Regions from separate parts of the Mus musculus genome. Here region 1 is linked to region 2. A link is a contact called in public HiChIP or PLAC-seq data. All regions are on one chromosome and are shown on one strand. The core of a region is the stretch at or near the end of the contact, and the rest is flanking DNA. Distances in the headings are between cores, read along the strand shown. Region 1 overlaps Acsl3 (acyl-CoA synthetase long-chain family member 3). Region 2 holds the start of Wdfy1 (WD repeat and FYVE domain containing 1).

Region 1 (6,283 bases), core at 3,431-5,930, 1.1 Mb after region 2:
TTAAATTTCAACAAGGACAAAACTGTCCAACACACAACATACGAGAACACAGAGAACACTGTCCTAGGATGTCTCTAAACAAGTACTTTGTGATGTGAGCGAAACTCCAGAGCCCTGGTTCCCCTCACCCACCACCACACCCATGGCCACCGCTGCTCTGTGGTGAGCTGCTCTGTGAGTGAACTGTTATGTACCCCTACTTGCTCTTTCACTTCAATGCAGTGCCAAGCAAACTGTTTTCCCCAACAGAAAAAGCAAGTATATAAACCCAACAGTGTCAGGCATATATTCGAAATTTCTTAAAACATAAGTCTGAGTATATTTATTTCTCTCAAATGCATACAAGACAATAATTACACAGCAACAAATCTTTTGTTCAACAATGACTTGATTCATAAGCATTTAAAATGTACATAATTTCACATTGATACCCTTTTATTTTTAAATACAATAAGTAAAAAAGCCCCCCAAATAACCAATTTTTATATTTCCTATTTATCCTTCTATACATCCAAACTTTAAAAAGTTACAAACTGAACAACTGTACAGAACATATAAATCATGTTTAAAAACTTGAGGCTGTAAAATCGCTGCTTCCCCAGTACGATTCTGAAAAAGTCTCCTGTTGACAAGCACAGTCACAGATGCCAGAAGCAAACTGGAGCAGGGGAAGGAACAGACAGACACGAGTTTGCTGTCTTAATACTTTACTAATCCTGTCAGTTAAAAATGGTGACGTAGTGAGAAGTAACAGCCGGGATTTAATATGAGGAATGGAGTTTGCCTCGGCCCGAGACATACATTTCAAGTATTTTCCTATTTGATCTGAGCTCGCTGTAGCAAACCAATGCCAAAACTAATTATTTTCTTCCATACATCCGCTCAATGTCTGCCTGGTAGTGTGTTTTAAGCTCTTTACGTTTCAACTTGAAGGCATCTGTCACCAGACCAGTTTCGGGAGTCCATGGGTCAGGGCTCAAACGTATTTTTAGTGGAATTTCAAACTTTTCCAGACTTGCTGAAATGAAGAAAACACAACACTAAAAACCCACACCCACAAGAGATGAAGTCAAAGTTCTCAGCAAACGGGTGCTCTTTGAGGCCCGCCCACCAAGTACCCAACAGAACAAGCAACCCCAATAGCATCAGGCCCACTCTTGATATTCAAAGATATGTTTTTGAAATATGAGAACTATAATAGCAAAAAACATTTAACAAATTATTTATCCATAGGAGAATAAATTAAATAAATGATATAGGTGTAAGATATACAGAAAGCAGTTCTGCCATTAAAACAACTCATTTACATGGGGATCCAACCCATGATCAAGCTACAAAAGGACAGCACACAGCACTAGCAAGACAGGCGAGAGAGCATAGACTCACTGGGCCAGGACACACACCACACTACCCCGTGCAGTCCAGGGACTGGAATCTGAGAGGGAGGAGTTTTACTTCAAGGAGAATGAGATATTTGCAGGAAAATGGATAAATGTGACTGACCAGCTTCCTCAAGCTTTCTGCCACCCTGAGCTTCCCACCGTCAAGGACTGTAGCCTGAACTGTGAGCCAAAAGTCTCTCTCCCTTAAGTCCAAGTGCTTTTAGCAGGAGACAGGAAAAATAACTAAGACACTGGTAAATTCCATATTATATAACTATTATAATAGTGCCATGCATACAATTTAAAAGAACACCTCAAATTTTTAAAATGTTTATTTTAAACTCAGTTTAGAAGATACTGCATGCTCTACAGAAGGGCTTGCACGGTGGAAACCGTTTACAGGCAGGAATGGATGCATTCCAGCCCTTTTAAGCTAACTGTTTCATAGACGAGGACATTTTTTCCATCTCACTTCTATGGACTGGCTTGCCAGCATACTCACCTGAAATAGCAGCTTCAGAAAGCACTTTAAGGACCTCATTTTCCATCTCGCTGCTGTTACACAGCTCTTCCCAAGTTCCTTTAAATCCTTTTGTTCTAGCTAGCTCTGTAAGTTCCTTTTGATTTGGCACAACAAACCCAATTACGTAAGAATGGTAGCTGAAACACACAAAGGATAACTTAGTCAAGGACCAAAGTTAACACGTACTGCGCTTACTAATCGTCTTAGCACTCTATAGCCAACTCTTTATTACTGGAAAACCCACAAACATCCATAAAAATCACATGTCATATTTATCTCATGCAATGCCTCTGACCACTTAGTCACAGTACATTTGAGAGCTCTGGCAGAGTTCATTGCAAACAAACCGCAACCTGAGAAATTCTAAGTGTCTAACTACTATAAGTAGAAATATACACTTTTAAAGAACGTTTTCATTTTTTCATTTATCTTTGAAATGATTAGTAAATTCGTGGAATCGAGGTAAGAAGAGTAAAACCTGTAAACTATCTTTCTACAGAATTGTAGCAGCAAGTTTAAATCATGTGATGAGCCAGGTTTAATCCCAGCACTCAGAAGGCAGACGGATGTCTTAAGTTCAAGGGTAGCCTGTAACAATGCTATTGGAAGAATTGTATCATCAAAGGAACTTAGTATGCACAAAGACAGGCACTATTTTGAGAAATGCAGAACAGCATAATTGCTGGACAGAGAGCCTGTGGACCCCACAATAGACAGGCAGGAGGATTGCCATGAATTCAGGACCAGCCTAACCCTGAGGAAATGACAGCACCGTGACAAGAAAAGGACACTTGGAGTTATTCTTAAGTAAATAAAACCCATCTCTAGAGCAAAGCTGAAGAAAACAAATGGCTTTTTAAAGCGCAGTCACTGATGCGTCCATGTACAGGGTGCTAACTGGTCGAGTCTAAGCACATATTTCAAAAATCCCACCATCTTAGAAAGGACATAATAGTTGCATGCCTTTAATTCCAGCGGCACTTGGGAGGCAGAGGCAGGTAGTTCAAGGGTGGCCCAGTCCAGAGTGAGTTCCAGGACAGCCAGGACTATATAGCGAGAACTCACAAAACAACAAAATCCAGTCTCTGAAACATTTCTGGTTCTAATTATTTCAGAAGACAACTATTCCACCGGAAGCTCTACCTCCCAGGATGCAGCCCAAAGTCCTCTTCTAAGTTGATTGTCCTACGACACCCATGACTATGTCAGCTGCTACAGACAGGTTACTAGCCTTGTGCACAGACATGTGACTGTGATTACTGGTCATACGATTAAGTTACTTCACTTACTATTACAGAAATGCAGTCAGGTCTAATCTCAGATTCCATCAGTTCCCAATACACCTCTAGGCTTCTAAATTTACACTTCCATTCCCTGCTGCCTATGATATCCTGGGCTGTGAGGTTGTGGTGAGCCAGGCCAGCAGGAAGCATGGCCAAGCTGCAGGTCAGGACAGAAGAGAGGACTGTAGGGAGCTACTACTTATGCCCTTGCAGCTGACTGGGTCTGCAAAGCCTCCCTGTGCAGAGGTACTGAGGCAGCATAAGAACTTATTTCCCCAACTCTGTCACTCAGGACACTTACAGAGGAGAGCATCCCAGGAAGTTCCGGCTCACTAGCTATGCAGAGGAGGTGGTGGCCCCACAGGGGCTTCGACTGCTCACGGCACACCCAGCACACCCACCAACTTTTATACCGCAGCACACGGCTGCAACTGCTCACGGCACACCTGCCAACTTCTAGACCGCAGCCCAGACTCCAGGAGCTCACCTGTTTGCATACGCACAAATGTTATCTATCAGTGGGAGGTTCTTCAAAGCTGCCTCTACTTTCCCGAGAGAAACGTACTCTCCTGCCTGTAGTTTCACAAGGTCCTTTTTACGGTCTGCAAAGGGCAAAGGCAGAAATATTGAGAACAGTCATTAACACCTTAAGCACATAGGAATACTCTCACCAAGTCATTTAAAACTTTTCTCAACTAAGCATGGATGGCTGCCCTAAAGTTGAGATTATACAATAAAGTCAGACCCTAATCTTTTACAATTAAGTAAATTCTCTTGTGGAAAATATTGTACTTAAGGGACATCATCCTTATGGCTTGAATATATTCTGCTGAGCTGCTGCGCTCCTGACACTCACTAGTGCAGAGGGAAAGCAGCTTTGCACTGCAATGGGCAAAGGCACACCAGGAAAGAGGAACAGAAACACAGCACCCACACAACACAGCCAACTTGTGGGCTGGGAAGGAATCCTTGCAAGTGGGGCCTGAAGTGACTTTTATTGACCGGAGCTGTGTCAACTCAAACACTGAAGCATAAAGAGGAAGGAAACAATTCAAGAGGTGGGAGGTGAATGGCAGCTGGGTGATAGAGGCTCCCTGAACACAACCCCTAGCAGCTATTAAAGGTTTCTTAGAACTATGAGGTGTCGTCATTACACACTGGAAGTGGAAAGGTTTGGAGAGGTGTGCAGCAGCACAGCGGAGATCCTTATGATAGATAGGGTGGCACAGGCCTAGGCCTGACCCGCAAATGTGCAGAGAGGCAGACGATGCTTTGGAAGCCGTCTGCCTTTCTCAGTGAGACAGGATGTGGAGCAGAGGTCGGGAAGCCTCAGCTCCTTTTGGCCTTCAGGGTATCAAGACCAGGTGTTGTCAACAATTTCCTACAGGACAAAACTCTCAATGAAACTTTCTAACCTGCAGGGAAGCGCCGCAAGATCCACATGTCATAAAAACAGGAGGCCCACTGAGGAAATGACTCAGAAGCCCTAGGACAGCAGTTCTCTGTTGCAGCATAGTAAGGTTGAGAACCAGTACACTAGAAGTCCCTGACGCTCACCAGACGCACTCGACTCCTCCCTCCTCAAGCTTGCACAAGCAGTAAAGACTTCTAAGAGACACTGTCAAATAAACCAAGCAAGCTGCCCAGAGGATGCTCAGACCAACTGGGCTGCCAAGAAGAGACTGCTTCACCTTGTCAAGCTGCCAGCAAGGTCAAGCAGGACGCTCCAGGACGCCAGCTTCTGTGGGCTCTCACCCATGCTGGGGTGGACTTTCGCTGCTGCTGCATCTGTCTCTAGTCATTCCTGCTCACCTGCACTCACTCCATAAGGAACTCCAGTGACACTCACTAGTTCACCAAGTTGGACGCTGGTGGCACCAGCATTTAGTCTGTCATCTGTCCCCTATGTGGGGTAAGCAGATGCTTGCTTGTGTCTCCCAGGAAGCCCCGAATAACCCCAGGATGCATCTGGCACTACTGAAGCTGAACAAACTGCAGCAGAAGCACGAAAGGTGTTTTGCCTTGTAGGTCACAGTACTTGACTTGCCAGGCTTTCCTTGGTTTTCCTGGGCAAAGCCAGGACTAAGTTCAGACCACAAGCACTGCACAATAACCTAGCCAGGCAGCTAACAAAAACAAGCATTCCCTACACCAACAGTAGAGAGTGACTAATGACCACAAATCTGTGGCTGAACAGCTTTTGCAACCGTATTCATAACATGCCAAGCTTTAAGAACACTTTAGTCTCTCTTTAAAATGTTATATTTCAGAAATGATATAAAAGCCCCCCTCAATATTACAGAGATAAGCTCTTTCACTAGTAAAACAGTCTCTGTAAACACAGGCACCACTTTGTAAAGTCATCTGGGAAAACACTTTCAAGAAAGAATTCAGAGGCTTAAAAGATGACTCAACATTTAAGACCATGTAGTACTCTGGCAGAGGACCTGGGTTCAGTTCCCAGCACCCATATGGTGGTGGCTCACAACCATCTGTAACTCCAGCTCCAGAGGACTTGGCCACCCTCTTCTGACCTCCGAGGACATCGTGCATACATGCAGTACACATACATACATGGAGGCAAAACAGTCATACACATAAGCTTTTTAAAAGGACGCAATACTCACCAATGATCTTCAGACAGCCGTCAGGGTCAAACTCTCCAATATCTCCAGTGCACAGCCACCGCTGTCCATTTTCATCTTCAAAGAAATCTGTCTTTGTTTTTGCTTCATTTTTGTAGTACCCCATTGTCACATTTTGGCCACCAATAAGAATTTCACCTCTGGGATGTGGTTTGTCAGTATTAAAATAGCCACCTAATTAATAAACACAAAATAACACATATAGGTATTATACAAATATTCTAAACTATTAGTTTCTAAGTGTAGACATCTTATTTTAACCAATTAAGAGACTCCAAGAGAAACAAACTAGACCGTGTAACTAAACATTATCAATAAGCTAGAGACAAATTCTCAGTTGTTAAATAATGAACATCCATGCTTTTAAGCTACTATTCCAGTCTAAAACCCAGCATCCTCCACCTACTATGTAAAATAATTATACAGGTTCTACTCAGTCTATACATCAAA
Region 2 (6,184 bases), core at 1,788-4,287:
CTGAGGCAGGAGGACTGTGAGTTCAAAACCATCTTGGCTATATAGCAAGATTTTATCAAACCCAAAATCTTTACAAGTTCTCTGGGCTGAGCATTATCTATTCTGTCTGTCTTATCTTTCTCACTCACACCCTGCCCTACCGTAGCATAACAGGTTGCTGTCTTCTTACCACAGATCTCTGCTCACCTCTGGGCAAAAACATATTCTATTTCCTTGTCTAGGAGAGCATTCTGCCCACTTTCCATAGGGCTTACTGTTAGGGTCCAAGAATTGCTGAAGGAAGACACCAGACTCAGATAGTATGCATAGGCAAAGAGTGTTTATTCTACATGCAAGGGTCAACCGTTCATCAAAATGGCAACCACTAGAGGGGCTTGTAAGCCCCTTTTTATGTAAGGCTAGGGGAAATTTCCAGAAGGATTAAGTAACCTCTAATATTATCAGTAGTGGCAAAGCAGTGACATTGGTACAATTCTGATTGGTTGCTAAGTTTGTTTCATTATAATTGGTGAGACCATGAAGAATTTTGGAAGCCAGCTCAGTTCCGGCCTTGTTATCTCCTCCAGCTAAGTGTCCTAGGAGGTGACTCAGATCCAGACTTATCCTCTGTAGGTCGGAGTCATCACTGACTAAAGATCCATTGTCAGTGGCTCCCTCTGAAGAGAACAGTATGTTACTGGGGGAATTGAAAATTTTTATTTCCAAGAGTATCAAGGTCCTTGACCTTTTCACATTACTTCTAACTGACTTAAACATCTTTGCAAGGAGGCCTGGTCACCTGCCTCAGATTGTATTCGCTCCAAGCAGAGACTGAGCTAGAAGTTGCCACCCAGGATATTAGAGCCTAATACCTGTGTAGGGAAGGGTGCTAGCAAGATTAGGCAGGAATAATTGTTAGTAGTAGAGGGCTGGTCAAGCCCCACTCAGGCCAAGCTCTGGAGACAGTGTTGAGTAGCAATGTGTCCTGAGGGTCAGTCGGATCTTTGTGTTTCTGTCTTGATTAGTTGTAAAATACAAGATGTCCTACAAAAGACATGGCTGGCACCTGGGGCCTATCAGCAGCTGAAGCAGAACCGGAAGCACCCAAAGGCTAGAGACTGTGGTCATATTTCTTCACTGAAGGTGGCTCTCTCTGGTCATCTATGCGTTCTCCACACCAGTAGCTCGAATTCTAACTCTGTCTGAGCTACCTCTCGTTCCTCTGTTTTCTTCACTACACCCGAAATTATCTAGTGTAGGATATGATCTAATTTATTTCACTTATTATTTGTTTTCTTCAGTGGAATGTCAGCCCTTTCTCTGTCCTGTCTGATTCTGTTATTACTGTAGCTAGAATTCTGTGTTCTGTGACACATGAACAAATGTCTAAGTACCCCAGATAGGGAATCAACAACACTCTAGAGATGCCACTAAAATCCAGTTTGGTGAACCAGTGAGTTTTATCAGGGTTACTTACAAGAGCATATAGGTAAGGGGTTATTTTCAGGAGCAGAAACGACCCAGAAGACAGTTATATCACCCCAGAGTTCACTTGAGCACAGGTGACAGCTCATGAAAGCTGGAAATCCGGAGCACAATGCACAGCCTGCAAACAGCTTCACAGGTTGGAGAGTGTCATCCTTAGGCAGTTGCCATGTGCTCTTCTAGGACACACAGCCAGCCTCTGCTTCTTCTAGGCACGGCCTTGCCTGATCTCGATTTCTTCCAGGCAGCCAAATAAGTCTGGGCTCCTCCCACGCAGCTGGAAGCTCAGCTTATCTGTCAGTCTCTCAGTCATTTTTATACTTCTACATGCTTAGGGAGGGGCCTAGACTATCCGGTCAGTTTCAGGAACTTCCTCAAGCTATTTTGAGTTGTTCACTTTCGGAGCACCAGAAGCTTCCCCGAGGCAGCAAAGTTTCACCTTCTCTTCGAACACCCTGTGAGCACCCTCTGTCTTACTGAGCTTCCCTCTCAGATGAACTCTTTTAACCTCAGAGAAAACTGCTACCCAACACTCAGAACCTTGTACTTTCTAAGTAAGAATTTTCCCGCTGGATTAGTTACCTTTTTCACTGCTGTGAAGCAAACTACCAGACTAAAGGCAACTGAAGGAAGGAAGGAAGGAAGGGGTTATTTTAGTTCAGGGTTTGTGGGTCAAGAACCCGTGGTTTGTGTGTACTGCAGTTTGGGTAATAGTAGTAACAGCGTGTGTGGGATGAAGGGCTGAAAAGGGAGCTGTGTGAAATTCTGACTGGGTTTCTCGATTATGGCCCTTAAAACATACTATCAGTGTCGTCCAGCCAAAACCCATCAGGAATTCACCTGCAGTTGGACAAGTGAGGTTGGCTGTGTGTTAGCAGAGGGTGCCTCGTGGAGAGGGAGCCATTTGGCATCTGGGTAACACAGCAACTGAAGGATAAGGGTTGGTGCTGGGTGATTTGGAGAAGGTTTAAGGAAAAAGAGCTTTTCTTCGGACAGGAAGTTGGCAGGAAATGGTGGTGTTGAGGGGCGGGCTGAGGTAAATAAAAAATTGTATATTCTAACTGGAGGAGAAAGCTGTAACTGGGGGTGGGGGTGGGGAGATAGTCACAATCTCCTGAACAGAAAAGTGTCCCATTGTGGTAGTTTGCACAATGTTAACAATCATAGAGTAGAATTATGCACAGGCTATGAGCGTTTGGATGATGGTACCAGTCGCAGCTCCCAGGGGGAGCTGCTTGTGAGTTTTTTTTTTTTTTCCACCTTTTAACAAGCCTGAAATTGGGGTGTGTCTTTCAAACAATGGCTTCTTAGGGTGGATGCGGTGCGATACTGTTTGAGGGGCAGGTGCTTGTGTTCTGCTACTGCTCAGCTCAATCCGTTTCCGGGAGAATTATTTGGCTTTTTAACCTTCACCAAGATCCTGTTTTTTGTTGTTGTTTTTGTTTTTGTTTTTTTAGGGTTCCTTCCGGGGTCACAGAATTATAACTGTGCGGCTTCACCAAGTACTACGGGAATCTGCGGCAGTGCTCGCGAGCTTACGGCGGCGTGGAGCACACGCGGCTGGGTTGCCCTAAGCAACCGGCGCGTCCCCGCCCGGCGGTCAGCTGATGGGCCGCCCGCGGGGGAGGCCGCGGCTCGAACATGGCGGCGGAGATCCACTCCAGGCCTCAGAGCAGCCGCCCGGTGCTGCTGAGCAAGATAGAGGGCCACCAGGACGCCGTCACCGCCGCGCTGCTCATCCCCAAGGAGGACGGCGTGATCACCGCTAGCGAGGACAGGTAGAGTCTGGGAGCACGCGGGGGCCGGGGCGTGAGGTGGTGACGACCACGAGGCGTGGGGATCGTGGGGTCCGCGATTCTGCCTCCCTTCTTGTTGTCACCCCGGACGGAGCGGCCACCCTCTCTCCCACGTCCCCGTAGTCCACCGAGATCCTGGTGCCGTCAGGCGGATCTGTCTTACTCCCCTAGTCTGGGACCTATCCCCCTCCGCGCGCCTTTAGTCTTGGGAACCCCAACAGCCCCAGACCGTCCCACTGCGCCCTTTCAGTCCGGAATCAGGTTCTCCAGCGCCCCCTTTATCACGGGACCCCGACCCAGACCCACAGACTCTTCTGTCCCTGGACCCCGTCCTATAGCACCATAAACCACTGACCAACCCTCCAGATCCCCTCCAGTCTCGGGACCCTGTTCCACAATTCATCTCCAGTCTGGGACCCTGATCCACAGGGCTCATCCCACTCAGGACCCACCCATTCTGGGACCCTGGACCTCACACGACCTCTCTAGTCCAAAGTCTTTCTTCAAAGGTCTTTAGTTCCGGACCTTCGCCACACCCTTCTAACCTGGGACCTAGTCCCTCCATCTCCCCATCCTGACAGAACCCCTGTTCCCACCGCTGGCTTGCAGTCCAGGGTTCCCAGTGCACACCCCTGCGAGTCGGTACTCCAGTCCTAGCTTCTAGCTAGCCTCTTGCCCCCGTTGCCGTCCTGTCCCGTGGTGCTGCTCCAACCTTTGCCTCCTGTGTCTTCCTGGCTGGGGCTTACCTGGTGCTCCAGAGTTCCTGTGTTCTCCTGGGACCGTTCCAAGTCCCAGAGGACTAGTAGCTAATTACCTTGGGACCTGGTGCGGCTGTTTATTCCTTACATGGAACCCCACGGGCATTCACCTCTTCCTTCTAATTTGTTTGGGGGCTGAGGTTAGGTTGTATACTTTCCTGTGCTTCTCCTGGCTTCAGGGTCAGTTGTTTGTTTGTTTGTTTGAACCATAGCTGCTAGAACTATCTGAACTCTTACTGACCAAAGAGTTTTCGATTTTTGTACAAAAAGTGATTAGTTAGTTCTTTAAAAGTCCAGATGCACTTATTTTAAAAGGAAAATTTATTTACAAATAAGTAATTTTATTTACAAGTAATTTAGCCCCACAAGTAGGAAACAGAAGGTCATTTACCACAAGACTAAAACAAGCCGTTATCAATGTTCCTATGTAGTTCTGCCGGTGGTCACTTGCCACACTTCAGAAAAGATTCATTTGGTCCAGTGACTTCATTTTACTCAAGAGGGAACCGGAACCACGAAGTGTTACTAGTTTCTCTGCGTCGTCCAGGAGTACTGAGGAAACATGGAACCCAGGACTTGTCATTTGCCCTCTGACTCTCAAGGCAGTATAAAGTGATTGGAGAAATAGCCCATGTTTTAAAATTGTAGCAAGTTTGAAACCTTAAAGGGTTAAAAAGGAGGTTGAGGGAAACAGTTTACTTGTCTTAAGAAGTGATAGGCCCAAACTGGAAGGGCTTTGGCCAGCACATCTACCTTTCTCTCTAAGCTGGAGGCAGAGGCCAGCCTTTTGTGTGGGTGAAAAGGAGGGCTGCCCTGTATGGGAAAGGGAAACTTGAAGCCCCCAGCTCCGGGCTGGGCCTTTGTGTTTGGCTTTTGAAGGAGCTTAGTTGGGGCCTTGTTTTCAGGTAGTGAGCTTGTTTTGTTCCTCCGGTTTACCTGTAACTGAGCTGGAGGTGGTGTGGGACTGCTAGTATCCTTGTCTGGCTGTGTGAAACAGAAGTGGTCAGGGGAGAGTGGGAACCTGAGACTGGAGAGAAGGGAATGTAAGCCAGGCAAATAGCAGAATAGTGGTATTTGTGTGATGCAAACAGAATTTAGACAACAGCTTATTAGAGTCAGCCAGCTTTATTTGGTAAAATATTTGATTTGTGACTCATGCACGTTGGGTACATTGCCGAATATCTGAGATTTCCTGGGTAGGAACAGTGCTAATAAAGATTTTATGGAAAATGATTACTAAGCTGCTTCTTGACACAGATGTTCAGGGGAGTCTTGGACCAGCCCAGTTTTTACTCCTGCTCAACTATCCTGCAGGATCCCGTCAGATGATAGGGCCACCAAGGAGTTGCTACTGAAGGCTTTTGATGTGTATTTTGTAGGTACCACAATTCATGGAATTTAATTCAAGTGTGGGCTGTGAGTTTTGTTCTTGATGGTCTCTTTCTCTAAACTGTCCTATTTATCATACTTGTCATTCATTCATTCATTCATTCATTCAAGAACACCATTTCTATTGGGTGTGAGGTCCTGGGGATAAAAGAGGGATCAAAAGCCACAGTGCCTGTGCTCATATAACTTCTGATTTATTGCTCCTTATAGCCCTTGACCTAAGGAAGCCTGTATATATGCCTGAGGACTTAGAACACTGGTCTCCCTCATTCAGCCGAGGCTATGTCAGACATGCCCTCTCATTTGTCTCCACCATAACTATAAAGGCAGCTGGCATTAAAACAGCTCTTTGTAAGTGCTGAGCAGTTTACCAGGGACGTGGCTCTGTGTGCTCAGCTCCCCAGATGCTGGGAAGACAGAGAAAGAAGAAACTGCCTGGGCTGGATTCAAGAGCTATCTGCAGGGGTGCAGGGGCCGGGGGTCCTCATGCTTGAAGGAGTGGCGTATAGAAGGGAAGGTGCTTGTACCACTTCCAGGCAGAGGGAAAGAACGGAAGGGAATATGAAGTGGTCAAGAACTCTATATGTTTTAAAGTGAGCAGAGCGGAAGGTGGTCTGGGAGGCCATGGCAGTAAAGGGCTGAGGCCTGGGAAAGGGCAGTATCTAGTTTTGGAAAAGATTTTTGGTAATGCTCCTACTTAGGAACTAGATTTTGTTTGCAGTCAGGGACAAACTTCTAAAAGCACAAGCAAATGATATGATCAGAATTTATGTTTTA

The links. HiChIP or PLAC-seq counts read pairs in DNA pulled down with a chosen protein or histone mark.
Region 1: a contact with region 2 is called in an H3K27ac HiChIP or PLAC-seq map of large pre-B cells, with 14 times the contacts expected there. The contact joins the enhancer-like site here to the promoter of Wdfy1 in region 2. A contact is called at or near these places in 10 of 39 promoter capture datasets (the 3T3-L1 cell line, the C10 cell line, the HPC-7 cell line and 6 more), 12 of 484 Hi-C or Micro-C datasets (the C10 cell line, the G1E-ER4 cell line, the HPC-7 cell line and 9 more) and 13 of 115 datasets of contacts at active chromatin or transcription factors (the 230-238 cell line, the NIH/3T3 cell line, acute myeloid leukemia and 8 more).

The regions. Positions count from the first base shown.
Region 1 is chr1:78,700,993-78,707,275 of GRCm38.p6, reverse strand. Acsl3 (acyl-CoA synthetase long-chain family member 3) reads right to left here. Exons shown (of 15, transcript NM_001033606.2): 12 at 5,816-6,007; 13 at 3,676-3,790; 14 at 1,885-2,042; 15 at 1-1,018. The coding sequence ends at 861. Among named protein-coding and RNA genes, the nearest start is that of Gm38631, 16 kb to the left of the region's middle. Within about 2 kb of position 4,680, at least 95 of the 459 cell types and tissues checked have an H3K27ac peak or open chromatin away from gene starts, as enhancers often do. A contact at or near this core is called in the 230-238 cell line, the HPC-7 cell line, Th2 cells and 2 more, where this site is marked.
Region 2 is chr1:79,758,622-79,764,805 of GRCm38.p6, reverse strand. It overlaps Wdfy1 (WD repeat and FYVE domain containing 1), which reads left to right and starts at 3,037. Exons shown (of 12, transcript NM_001111279.1): 1 at 3,037-3,242. The coding sequence starts at 3,106.